Regions from separate parts of the Sus scrofa genome. Here region 2 is linked to region 1. A link is a contact called in public targeted proximity ligation data. All regions are on one chromosome and are shown on one strand. The core of a region is the stretch at or near the end of the contact, and the rest is flanking DNA. Distances in the headings are between cores, read along the strand shown.

What was found.
Region 2: a contact with region 1 is called in a targeted proximity ligation map of skeletal muscle. A contact is called at or near these places in 10 of 47 Hi-C or Micro-C datasets (alveolar macrophages, embryonic fibroblasts, fetal skeletal muscle and 6 more) and 2 of 2 datasets of targeted methods (alveolar macrophages and skeletal muscle).

The regions. Positions count from the first base shown.
Region 1 is chr5:11,279,660-11,285,987 of Sscrofa11.1, forward strand. It overlaps a transcript of TXN2 not described here. Among named protein-coding and RNA genes, the nearest start is that of TXN2, 18 kb to the left of the region's middle.
Region 2 is chr5:11,405,603-11,412,160 of Sscrofa11.1, forward strand. The region is part of intron 3 of MYH9 (myosin-9); the gene reads left to right. Among named protein-coding and RNA genes, the nearest start is that of MYH9, 43 kb to the left of the region's middle.

The DNA.
Region 1 (6,328 bases), core at 477-2,976:
TGACCTGGAGGCAGGAGGTGAAAATGGAAGCTTAAATTTGTAGTGCTGGCTCGTCTAATCACGTCTGTCCTGTGGTCCCCACCAGCCCCCTGCCGGCACTTCTTCCCATTTCACAGATGACACAGCACAGAGTGACGTCAGCAGAGTGGCCGAGGCACCGTCCCAGATGCTCAGCGCTGAAGCGCCTTAGCAGGTCTTAGAGGCATTTGGATGGATGGCTGGTGGTCGCTCGTGTAGGTTCCTTCTGAACAAACACAGGAGAGAAAGTGACGGCACCCTCAAGGGTCTTATGCTCGGAGGCAGCAAAGGACAGCAGGTCGCTCTGAGCAGATGTCAGAGTGCGAGGGTATCATCCAGACCCTCAGAAGGGCACAGGGAGGGGTGGCTTCCCCAGGTCACAGTGTGTTTGTGGTGGGGACCTGAAGCCGAGTGCCTGACTTCAGCCAACCCTAAATGAAAGCGAGTCACGGCCTTTGCTTCCCTGGGCTCCAGGAGCAGAGAGTGAGGAGGGCGGCCGGGACTCTGAGAAGGGCTGTGTCCGGGGCCAGGACCTGCGGGTCAGAGGGATATTGTTGAGGCTGTGCCCGTGCCCTTCCCAGCAGGCCCTGCCCAGGGCAGGGGGCACGGGGCCAGGTCAGCCCCTACCCCAGACGCCTGAGGAAAGCTTCTCTGGAAAGTGAAGGTAATTTGGCCGGGCTGCCGGAAGCCCCTAATGTGCGGGCCCTGGGCTGGGAGGGCCCAGAGAACAATGTCAGAGGCCGGCAGGACGCTGCGGACAAGCCCGGCTTCCAGGCATGCTGCCGCAGTTCCTCTCTGCTGCCTGGAACACCGGCTGCAGGCGTGACCCTGAACCCCGTTCTCCAGGCGGCTTCTATGGCTCTGCCGGAAATCTGGGCCACGGATTGTTCCAAGGAGCCTCCCCTCTCCTGCCTTTTGGAAGCTGGGGGTGACCACCAGCCGCTCCACAATGGTGCAAGGAGGACAAGAAGAATCAGAGCTGAGTTCAGGGCGGGAGCTGGCCACCCACCACTAGCGGTGTGGCCCTGGGCACGTTTCCTCGCCGTCCTGAGGCTCAATTGTCACATCAGCCAGATGGGGATGATGCGGGCTCGCATTCACCGAGTGCTTGTTACGTGTGCCGTCTCGCTGCGCCCTCCCAACAACCCCAGGTGGTAGGGTCTACCATTATGGCCATTTTACAGAGGAGGAAACTGAGGCCCAGAGAGCGTAAGTCATGCGGCACCAACAGGCTGTCGAAACTCAGATCTGAACTCAGAGGTGTTCGATTCCAAAGGCTCTGTGTTCTTACCCATGAATAATACCGCGTTCTCTTTGGGGCAAACTTTTTCACCATTTTGAGCAGTTGCACCATCTGCAAACTGAGGCTAATAACCATCACCAGGGAAAGACGCCGTCAAGTAAACATGCTGGTACCCAGCAGGAGCTCAAGAAATGTCCGTGGCTTTGCTTCCCCCCTCCCCAGCTCTCCCCCCTCCCACTACATCTTAAACAGGAAACACAGGGCTTCCCGAGATAAGGACCCCAGCACCTCACCATGGGAGGGGCCCGTCATTGTGCCAGGTGGGGAGCCTGACATGTGCCTCTGTGTCCTGACTCTGACCCCTGCCGCCACCCTGTCCTGCTCCAGAGCTAGCTCAGTGGGGCCAGTGGCAGCCCCGGGGAGCCAGGGGGGGTGACCTCACCCTTGAGGAATGCCCACTGGAATCCACCCTGAGTCTGCTCCTCTGTTCCCCGTGCCTCCCGGTCACGTCTGACGGGCTTCTCACCACGCCTCTAAGCCAGCCAGCCGCACACAGCCACTGATGGGGGACCTTTCCTGAGCCCCGCCGCTGCCGCCGCCACCACTGCACAGCTGCTAATGGTTGCCTCGGGGTGAGCTGGGTCCCCACCTTCAGCCAGCTTCCTGGGGGACCACAGGCATGTAGCTGTCTGCCTCCGGTCTGCTGCCTGCCTCAGCCTCCAGCAAGAAGGCCGTCTGGCATTGATCCCTTTGTGTCCCCCACTGCCAGGTGCGCCCCCCCCATCTCCGCCTCCCAGCCCCCACCTGAGGTAGCGATTACTGTTTCCACTTCATGGATGAGGAAACTGAGGCCCAGAGAGGTGGTGTGATGTGACCAGAACACAAGACACCCTAGGAAATGAGGGTGAGGTGGCCCGACTCAACCCCTAATCCTGCCCCTTTGCTGCCACCTCAGGGCATATGGAATCAATCCGTGTCAGAGCTGCGACCTATATCACAGCCACAGCAACACTAGATCCTTAACCCACTGCACAGGGCAGGGGACTGAACTAGTGTCTCCACTGAGACCGGCTGGATCACTAACCCACTGCGCCATGGCGGGAACCCCTGGGCCTCTCTCTTTTATCTGCCTCCCCCACCCTGACCCTGGGCAGTGGGTAGAAGCGTCTTTTGCTTAAGATCTATTCCTAGGAGTTCCTGTTGTGGAGCAGTGGTTAACGAATCCAACTAGAAACCATGAGGTTGCTGGTTTGATCCCTGGCCTCACTCAGTGGGTTAAGAATCTGGGATTGCCATGAGCTGTGGTGTAGATGTGGCTCGGATCCTGCATTGCTGTGGCTGTGGTGTACGCTAGCAGCTATATCTCTGACTCGAGCCCTAGCCTGGGAACCTCCATATGCTGCAAGTGTGGCCCTAAAAAAAAAATTTTTTTTTAAAAGATCTTTTCCTAGCGTTCCCGTCATGGCTCAGTGGAAACGAATCTGACTAGTATCTATGAGAATGCAGGTTCAATCCCTGGCCCTGCTCAGTGGGTTAAGGATCTGGCATTTTGTTAGCTGTGGTATAGGTCGCAGATGCAGCTAGGATCCCGTGCCCTTGTTGGTGTGGCTGTGCAGTGGTGTAGGCAGGCAGCTACAGCTCCAATTTGACCCCTAGCCTGGGAACTTCTATATGCCTTGGGTGCAGCCCTAAAAAAGCAAAAACAAAAAAATCTCTTCCTAAGTCTGGAATATTCTCTCCACCCCCCACATGGTGGCCTCACTCCCTAACCTTGGCCAGCTGGTGCCTGTGGGTGCCCCCCTGGGCTGCTTGGTGCTGGGGATTAGGAGTCAAAGCAGAGGAGGGCCCAGCCCCTGCCCTCAAAAGCTTACAGTGAGCACACTGTTGTTACAATCTAAAGTCTAAATGTCACACTAGGTACAAGTAACATTTATCATCATGCTGCTAAAGCACAGAATGAGTTGAAGCCCTGAAAAGGAGCAAACCTGCAGGGCTGTCAGGTAAAGCATAGAGAGGAGGTGATGGGAGTTCCTGTTGTGGCTCAGCGGGTTAAGAACCCAACTAGTATCCATGACATTTTGGGTTTGCTCCCTGGCCTTGCTCAGTGGGTTAAGGATCCAGCACTGCCGTGGCTGTGGTGTAGATTGCAGACGAAGCTCGGATCTGTCGTTGCTGCAGCTGTGGTGTAGGCTGGCGGCTATAGCTCTCATTTGACCCCTAGCCTGGGAACTTCCATATGCCATGGGCATGGCCCTAGAAAGAAAAAGAAAAAAAGCGATGTTTAAGAAGGGTTTTGTTGAAGCGCCCCCTGTGGTGCAACATGATCAGCAGTGTCTCTGGAACCCTGGTACACGGGTTCGATCCCTGGGCTGGCACAATGGCTTAAGGATCTGGTGTTGCCACACCTACAGTGTAGGTCACAACTGTGGCTCGGATCTGAACCCTGGCCCAGGAACTCCAAATGCCATGGTGTGGCCAAAAAAAAAAAAAAAAAATTTAAAGTGTGGTTTTGTTTAGAAGAATTGAATAGGGGTTAGTCAGAAAGGCAAAGAGTGGAAGAGCATTCCAGGCAGAGGGAACAGCATGTGCAAAGACACAGAGGTGGTCCATTTTAACATAATCACCTCTGTAAAGGCCCCATCTTCAAACACAGACACATTCTGAGCTTCTGGAGTTTAGGGCTTCAGCAAATGAATTGGGAAGACACAACTCAACCCATAAGAGCCTGTTACACAGTTTAATAGCCATCACTGGGAGTTTCCATTTTGGTGCAGTGGAAATGAACCCAACTAGCATCCATGAGGATGCAGATTCGATCCCTGGCCTTGTTCAGTGGGTCGGTGATGCAGTGTTGCCCTGAGCTGTGGTGTAGATCACAGACACAGCTCAGATCCCATGTTGCTGTGGCGGTGGTGTTGGCTGGCAGGTGTGGCTCCAATTAGACCCCTAGCCTGGGAACCTCCATATATCGAAGGTGTGGCCCTGAAAAAAAGGAAAAAAGCAAAATAGTAGCAACTAACATAACATACGGAGGTTCCAGACGCTATTCTAAATGGTCCGTATATTTACACGTTTGGTGCTCATATAAGCCTTGGAGGTAGGTCCTGTTATGAGCTCTAGCTTATGGATGAAGAAACTGAGGCACAGAGGGATTTAGTTACAGCTTCAGGTCACACAGCTGGGAAGGGGCAGAGCCAGGATGGAAACCAGGCAGCCTGACCCTGGGGTCCCTGCTCTTGACCGCTGTAGCCTTCCCACCACCCCATGGCAGCGGTTCTCTGCACTCCCAGGACCACCCTGTAGCGTATCCCAGACCAGAGGACGCCACTCAGCTATGGTCACACCCTTAACCACTGTCCAATATTTAGGTATTTTTCAGTTAATTTTTTTGTTCATTATAAATGAGGTCAGAATGAACATGTTTCGACGCAAAGCTTATGTTTTTTCTTTTGGATTTTATAAATGTGGGATTCCCAGGTCAAAGGGAGCCTATTGCTGTGGCCAACAGCCTGCTGAAGGAGTGTCCCCAGGCCTGAAACCTGAGCTGGAGCCCAGCACCTGCGCCTCCCACCTGCTGCTTTACTTTGGGGGAGGGGAGGCCCAGCAGCAGGAATGTCATCAGACCTGCCCCACCTCCAGCCACCCTTTTGTCCCTGCCACCTTTGCCTTAGAAAGTTCCGGGCCCCAAATTGTGGCATTTCTGAAAGGTCCCTAGTCCAAAGCAACCATTCATATTCACATAAGGATCTGGTGACGGTCATGGGTCTGGGGTGGGACCTGGGAACGTGCTTTTTGGGGGTTGGGGGGCTGCGCCCATGGCATGGGATATTGCCAGGCCAGGGACTGAACCAGCACCACAGCGGTGACCCAAGCTGCTGCAGTGACAGTGTTGGGTCCTTAGCCCACTGCACCGCAAGGGAACCCCTGGGAATGTGCCTCTTTACAGCCCTAGTGATTCCGAGGCAGGGGCTCATGGACTAGACTTTGAGAAAACGCAGCTCCCAAGCTCACCGCCCTCTCTAAGGCTCTCCTCGTTCTCCTCTTCCTTGAGCTGCCCTTCCAGGTCCGCACCCCTCCCACGGGGCCAGGCACAAAAGAGGACTCTGCCCTGTTGAATGAGTGAAGGAATGGATGAAGCGTGTAACCTTACCAAGGAGCTCTTCCGGGCCGTGACCTGGGCCGGGTCTGGTTCTCCTTCTTATCCCAGCCCCAGACCCATTACCAGGAACCCTCTCCCCTCACCTAGGAAGCCCAGCACCTCTGCCACCTGCTGTGTGACTTTGGGTACCCCTCTGAGGTTCGCAGGGAGAGACTGTTTCTACAGGAGGTGAGAGGAGCAAGAACTAGTCTCCCTAGGGGTGTCTTCTCCCTGCCAAGTCCCCCCAAAACACCCCCCTTTCCATGTTCACACCTGCTTGCCCTGCTGAGTACCCATGACCCAGGAGTGACTTTACAGGTGACCGCTGGTGGAGGACTGGTGTTTGCTCAGCACTTGGCGCTGACCACTGAGCCACAGCCAGGCCAACGCAGGGCTGCAGTCTCAGGCCACAGGAGTGGGAGTTGCCTCTGCAGCAAGGGGCAGGAGCGAGGCTCTGCCGGGCTGGCCCAGGCGCCCCCTGTCCCAGTGCTGGCCACTGGGGCCCAGGGGGAACTGCAGAGACGCTTTCCTGGACAGTGGCCCGGGAGGATGAGGCCGGCGGGGTGGGAGCCGGGTCGGTGGGGCTGGGGCAGCCTGGGAAGATGAGTCTGTGCACGTGAGGCCTGGCCCGAGCCCTCACTCGCTAGGCGGGCCTGGCCTCGGAGGCCTCCTCTCTGGAGGCTGCATTTCTCAGAACTCCGCTGCCCCGAGTCATTAACCTCAGGGCAGGAAGGCCGTCAGAGGCCAGCTCCCACTCCGGGTTAGTGGAGGGAACCAGGCCTGGAGAGGGGGGAGGGGAGGGGGGGAGCTGAGAAAGGCTGGGGAGGGGCCGGGTCAGGAGGTGGCTCTTACAGAGACCCTGCTGAGGCATCCCCGGCCCCCTTCTCCAGCTGGCCGTCCACCAGACTGATGCCACGTGTCCACCCATC
Region 2 (6,558 bases), core at 3,224-5,723, 130 kb after region 1:
TGTTAGAATCGACACTGCTCTTGGAGAGCGTGTCTTATCAGCACACGCTGCCCCTCTGGCTTTGGGGGAACTCAGGCCTGTCCGTTACCACTCACATGCTAAAAGGTGCGGCCAGACAGTTCCTTTTCTGCTTTTTCTTTAAACAAGAACTAGAAAGAGATTTCCTCCCTGAGCTGGCTGTGGCTTGTGACAGACTAGCGTTTATTCTGCCAAATAGGGCAGTTGGTGGCCTTATGCTTATATGAGATGAGCTCTTTGACTTCTCCTCGGACTGCCCTCTGTCTTTCAGCTCCTAGATGTTCTGGTTTGCCTGTAGGTCCTGATTCATGCCTGCTGTCCTGCAGTTACTATTGACCATGCCCTCTCTCACTTTCATAAACACCCCAGTTTGGAAGATAAGTTATATGGTTTCTCTGCTTATTTGCCAGGCTAAGCCAGGGTTTCTCACACTTGGCACCATCGACATTTGGGGTGGATAATTCTCTGTTGTTGGGGGCCTGTCCCGAGCATTATGGGATGCTTAGCTTCCTGGTCTCTACCCACTAGACACCACTAGGACCCTCCGTCGCCAGTTGCGACCGCCAAAAATGCCCCCAGACATTGCTGCCAAGTGTTCCTTGGGGGGCAAAATTGCCCTCGCTTCAGAACCGCTGGACTAAGCATTGCCGATTGGTTTTATTCTAAGCGTCAGCTCCCATTGATCAGTAGTGGCTTGCCTGGTCCTGTGTTGGCAGAGAACCAGGACTCAATGCCCAGGAATGCTGGAATAGATTAGCGCTGTCTGCCATGGGCACAGGATAGGACATGGCAGCTTATGGCACCCTCGATGGGGCCGTGGAGATGGCAGATGGAACGTGCCAGAACACTAAGAGGTGCAGTACATGATTCTGGCGCTGGAGGCGCTGGCAGTCCAGGTGGAGGGACAGACGTGTTTGTACACAGAGACCTGTGGCTGTAGCTGTGTAACAGGACAAGTTGCCACCTCTACCTGGTGCCAACCTGACCACAGCAGGTGTTGGGTGTCTTGGGAGTTCAGGGGAAGGTGAGGCCGCTGCAGCCCGGGGTGGTCAGAGAGGCTCCGTCCAGGTCGGTTGCTGCGGAAAGGCTGGCAGGTCCGTGTCAATAAGTGGTTACAGCCCAGCCCAGACGTGCGGCACAGTTGTGTTTGTTTTAATCCTCAGCCTCGGGTTTAATTAAAGTTGCAGTGACCTGGTAGGTTCACCCTCCCAACTCTGGCTTCCCGTTAGGTTAATTTTCGTCCCTGGCTTTGCTGGGTCTTCCTGCCTAGGGGCGGAACCGTTGCTCGGGATCTGTCAGGCGCCGGAGCCTTTGAACCGTCTGAGACGGCAAGGATGAGAGACAGCAAAAGGCAGACATCAGCCCTGAGGGGTCAGGGTTCCAAGGGCCGCCTGGGGATTCAGCAGAGGCTGCAGGGGTGGGGTAAGGGCGCTCCTGGCTTCCTCTGAGGCCCAGCCCCAGGGTCTCCCTGGGTGGGTGAGAGTGTGTGCTTTTATAGGAGAATCAGCGGGTTACAAACAATCTGAGCCCAGTTATTTTCTCAGAAAGAGGACAGAAACCCCTCTTCTGTGTTAATTAGTTAGACCGCCAGGCTCAGTTCACTTCCAGTGACTTTATGGTATTTTAATGAGCCCCCAGCATTTCTGGGGGAGTGGCGGCAGGGCCTGCTTTCCTTCCAGACCTAAAGTCATCCGAGAACTATTTAACCCTTTGCTCTGTGCTGCTCCCACCTCAGCTTCTCAGTGGAAGCTGCCCCAGGAGTGTTGGGTCACCAAGTGCCCAGTGAGTGTCCACCTGCCACTCAGGGGCTGGTTAACCTTTTTGGGTGAACAAGGTGGAATTTGAGCATTTTTCCTCACATCTGAGTATGATCCTGCGACCTCACAGGTAAAGGGACAGGCCCAGAAACATGTACTCACTTGTCCGAAGGCCCCCAGAGAGCCAGCCCCGGAAACCAGACCCCCGATTCCTGTCCTGGTGCCCATCCTCCTCTGTGGCTGGTGTTCGGCAGGATGTTCCTGCCTGGCCGGTGGCTTGGGGTCCTCTCGCCTCCCTCCGCATTCTCCCCGCCTTACCTGTGGCTCCCGTGGACCCGTCGGCCCTCCAAGGTCTCTGGGAGGAAAGGTCGCCGCGTTGAGGAGGCGCTGGAAATGCTTTGAGGGCCCAGTAAACCGTGACTTCGAGCAGACTCACCAGGACAGGCTGCCGAGGAAGCCGCAGATGTGATGACTCCACTTAGGCAGGAATGTGCCAGCCAGGAGGCTCGGGCCCTGCCAGAGGGCCCTGCCAGCAGCGGCACACAAAGGCCCCGCTGTGTGCGGGGAGGTCCAGAGCCGCCCAGCGCCTGTGCCCCCGAGGCGGTGGCTCGCCCCGAGGGCTGCGCTTTATCACCCCTGCCAGCCGAGTGCTGGCCCAGCTGGAAGTCGCCCTGCGGGGGTGGGGGCCTGGGAGGCAGGCAGGCCCCCTCGGGCAGGAGAGTGAGCGCCCAGGGCACGGGGGCCCACCCAGCTTGAGGGCTGCTGGACAAGCGATGCCGCGCTTCTGGAGCCAGTCAACAGGAGGAGGCCGTGCCGGGCCTCTCTCGGCCTTACCTGGAGGGAGAAGCTTGCCTTGTGAGCTACAAGGGGGTGGAAGACAGCATGGGGTTTGGACCAGCCAGAGTCTGGCTCTTTCCTGTCCTGACCGACCGTGTCCACTTGGGGCCTTCATTTTCTCATCTGCCTTTTGACTTGATACACGTACCTGGCGGGGTCATTGGAAGGACCAGACAAGGTGCTGTGTGTACGGTGCTGGCCTCAGGTGCCTCTGGAAGGTAGCGGGGGGAGCCTGGAGATGCGGTGTCTTGGGTGAACCGTCCCTGCCTTCCCTGCGGCTGCACGTGGCATTTCCCTTCCACCTGTGCTCCCTCTTGCTGGATGAAGGTGGTAACCAAATACCCCCTCCGAGGCTGCTTCATCTCCTTGGTGAGCTCCCTCCCAGAGTCCAGGCTCAGGGGACCAGCACACATAGGTAGTGGCTTGCCGAAGCTGCCTTCCCTGCAGTGACCGTGTGACACATAGGCGTGCGCTGGCAGAGGTGACCTCCAGCTTGTCTGATCTGGTCCATGGGCCGGAGCTGGCAGCGCGAGGCCTTGGGGTCCCTGTGGGCTCGGGGGCTTCCCAAGAATGTCTGCACCTCAGAGGTGGAGTCATCCTCAGTCGAAGTACCGGTGGGTCCCCAGCGTGCGCTATGACAGGCGGCCCTGGCCCCTCTGCCCGAACACGGAGGGCCAGGCAAGGAGACTGCTCGGTCAGCACCCCCCCACCCCAGGAGGAAAGTGGGGCCCTGGCAGGATGCTGCTTAATTACAACTGTGGTCACGCCTGTCAGTCTCACTTCTATAAAATGTTCTTTCTAGAAGAGGAATCTGTGGTTGATGGGTCCTTTTCAAGGATTCAGCTTTTGGCTTCTTTGTTTTGCTTTTAATCCAACCCAATCAGCCTGCTCTGCTTTGCTCTGAGCTCGCAGAGGTGGGAGAGAAGAAAGATGTGCCCTCTTGGAACCTGAAACTTTGGCGGCGGGGGGGTGGGTGGGGGGCTCGAAAACTGGGCCCAGGATCTCTGTTACTGCACACACACCACCAAACAGACGACGCAAACCCACCTGCAGAGTCTCTAAAGGCTGAGCTGCTTGTGCTTTTCACCTCCCTGGACGCTACCTCCCAGCTTGTTTTTCCTGTTTTCTCAAGTTCTGGCCTTGAGACTCCCGAAGAGCGTGTCCTGGTCTGTCAGGGCTGAACGTTGATGCCTTTGGGGAAAAGGGTTGCTTTCCTTCCCCTGCCTGATTGCTGGAATTAAGCTATCAGAAGCGAGCAAAACAAATTCCCTAAAATTGAAGAGAGAGAGCTGAGAGTCTACAGCCGTGAAAGTCGGAAAAACCGAAGTGGCTCCTGTGGAGTTCCTTTAGTTCTGACCGAGGCCCATGGCCCAGTGTTGACCTTTGTAATAAACTCTGAGGACCCAGCTGTTCTTCTGGCAAACAGACTCTGCTGTTGGGGCTTGGGGGTGCCTTTTCCAACTGGACTTTGTGACTCTTTTTTTTTTTTTTTTTGCCCTATAGGGCCACACTCACGGTATATGGAGGTTCCCAGCCTAGGGGTCCAGTCGGAGCTGTAGCCGCTGGCCTACACCAGAGCCACGGCGACACGAGATCTGAGCCGCGTCTGCAACCTACACCACAGCTCACAGCAACGCCGGATTCTTAACTCACTGAGCGAAGCCAGGGATCGAACCCGCAACCTCATGGTTCCTGGTTGGATTCGTCAACCACTGCGCCACGACGGGAACTCCCAGGACTTTGTGACTCTTCATGAAGAGCTGGGCTCTCCAACATGAGCTGGACCTCAAAACACAGTAGGGCAGAGCCTAAGCTGAAAGCCAGGGACAGACGCCAAGGTCCAAGAGCAAATCCTGGCTTAGCAGTCACCAGCAGCCCTCTTATTTCATGTGATTGCCCTTCTCGAGGCGACCAGAGCCACTGGCTTCTGCAGAGAACATCTGCCCGTCCACCTGCTAGCACTGGTGTTCCGGGTTCTCGGAGTTTGGCTGAGCCCATCCACGGCACATCCCCAGAGCCCTCTGTGCTCCTTGGAGGGCTGTTTGTACTCTGATTTGGAGCCGAGTTTGTCATGAGCTTTGCATGCCGGTGTCCATCTCAGTCCCTGTCTGTGTCCCATCGTCCTTGAGCCTGTCCTTCCCCGAGAGCCCAGCCCTCTGCAGAGCTGTGGCCCGGGGCTTAGTGCTCTCACATCGGGACTCAGCCCTGGCCTCCTCCTGCCTGGCTTTCTTCTCCCCCAGGGGCTTGTTTCAGAGCAGGGCAAAACTGGCCTCAGGGGTCATCAGGACCCTCCACTGTCTACACGCGCATGTGGTTTTGAATCTCCCTCCATCCTGCCAGACCCACGAGGGCTGCCTCAGCAACCCACGTGGAGAAGCTCTTGCTCCTGTCCACGCCCACGGGGAAGGTGGATGAACAGCCAGCATTGGTTTGGGCAGGTTTGCCTGAGTGCTGGGGGTGGAGAGGGGCCTCGCTTGCCCTGTTACACAATGAGGGAGCAGTCTCTTGGGCTTCTTTCTAATTGTCAGGGGTGCTGCTGGGGGAATGCTGCCTCCCGTAACGGGGGGCTTGGGCCTCCTCTGCCAGGTTCGGACAAGGGGCTTTACCTGGGGGAGTGTGTGGGTGGAGGCACAGGGTGGGGCCAGTGGCTTCTGGCGTGGAGAGCTGCTGATGGAGCGTCTGCTCGGTCTGGGCCCACCTTTGTGCCTGGAGAGAACACTGCTGATGACCAGGCCATGTGCTTTCTCCCTGCTGGCTGCCTGCAGGGCAGGCAGGCAGACAGGTCGGCCGCTGTAACACGAGGCCAGCATCCGCCTGTGGCCTCTGCTAGTGGGCAGCATTATTTTGCACCTGCTTTTACTCACCTCTCCGTCTGCTTCCCTGGCACTTGGAACCCTAGCTCGTGAGTTGGGCTGGCTTTGGAGAAAGTAGCAGGCAGCTTGCAAGGCCCATGCAACAATTCATGAGTGGGGACGGCCCTTTCCGTGCAGCGCAGAGGCGAGACGGCTGATGGCACTGAGTGCCCTACCCTGTGTGGACCCCGTGGGGAGGACCTAGGCGTCTAGAGGCCTGAATGTGTGGCCTAGCTTACATGACTTTGACCAAGTCGTTTCTTGGGACTGGGGGTCCTGCGCTCTGGATGCCGGTGATTGGGCCACATGTTTTCTAGAGCCTTCCCAGCTCCCAGATTCTGAGCTCAGACCCACAAGTCTCTCCCATGGGTTCTACACTTGCTGAAGCGCTTTGCATTTTGGCCCGTGGAGACCGTGGTGCCGTCCCCGAGAGGGTTTCGGGAGAGGTGACTCTGCCGTCCAGGCGTCTGTCCCAGCAGTTTGAACGGAGCAGGCGCTGTGCAGCCAGGGGTCTGCTGTGCAGTTTCTGTGAAAGACGGTCCCCTGGGTGGTGGGAAGACTCCAGCCTGTTTGTCCTGGGTTACGCTGTCCCTGTCACCCCACGCAGGCGTGTCGTCCAGCCTGAAAGTGCCCTTTGCTTTCATTTTCTCCTGGCTCACATCCATGACTCGGTCAGTGCTCAGGCAACCTGGGTGACCTGCATGCAGATGGGTCCCATGGGCAGGGCTCTCTTGCAGGTGGCCCCAGAGCAGCCCCGCCGGAAGCCCGCCAGGCCTTCTCCCAGCGAGCTCCCGGTGAGTCAGTCCCGGGCGGCGGTCGTTGGTGAACCAGGCTTGTTCCCTTCCTTCTGTACTTCCTGTCGGGGCTGATGTCACATCGCAGCGGCGGCGTGAGCCTCGTGGCCTTTTATGGACAAGAATCGGCAGCTCCTCTCACAGAGGAAGTGAGCAAGAAGGCCCCTAGTGCCAGCCTCTACCTGGGCCGAAACACCTGCGGTCAGGGCTCCCCTCTGCCCACCTGCGCTGCCGGGGCTTCCAGGCTGACATTGGTTCTGAAAGGCCTGGAGCATTTGGGGCTTAAAATAAAATCAGGGT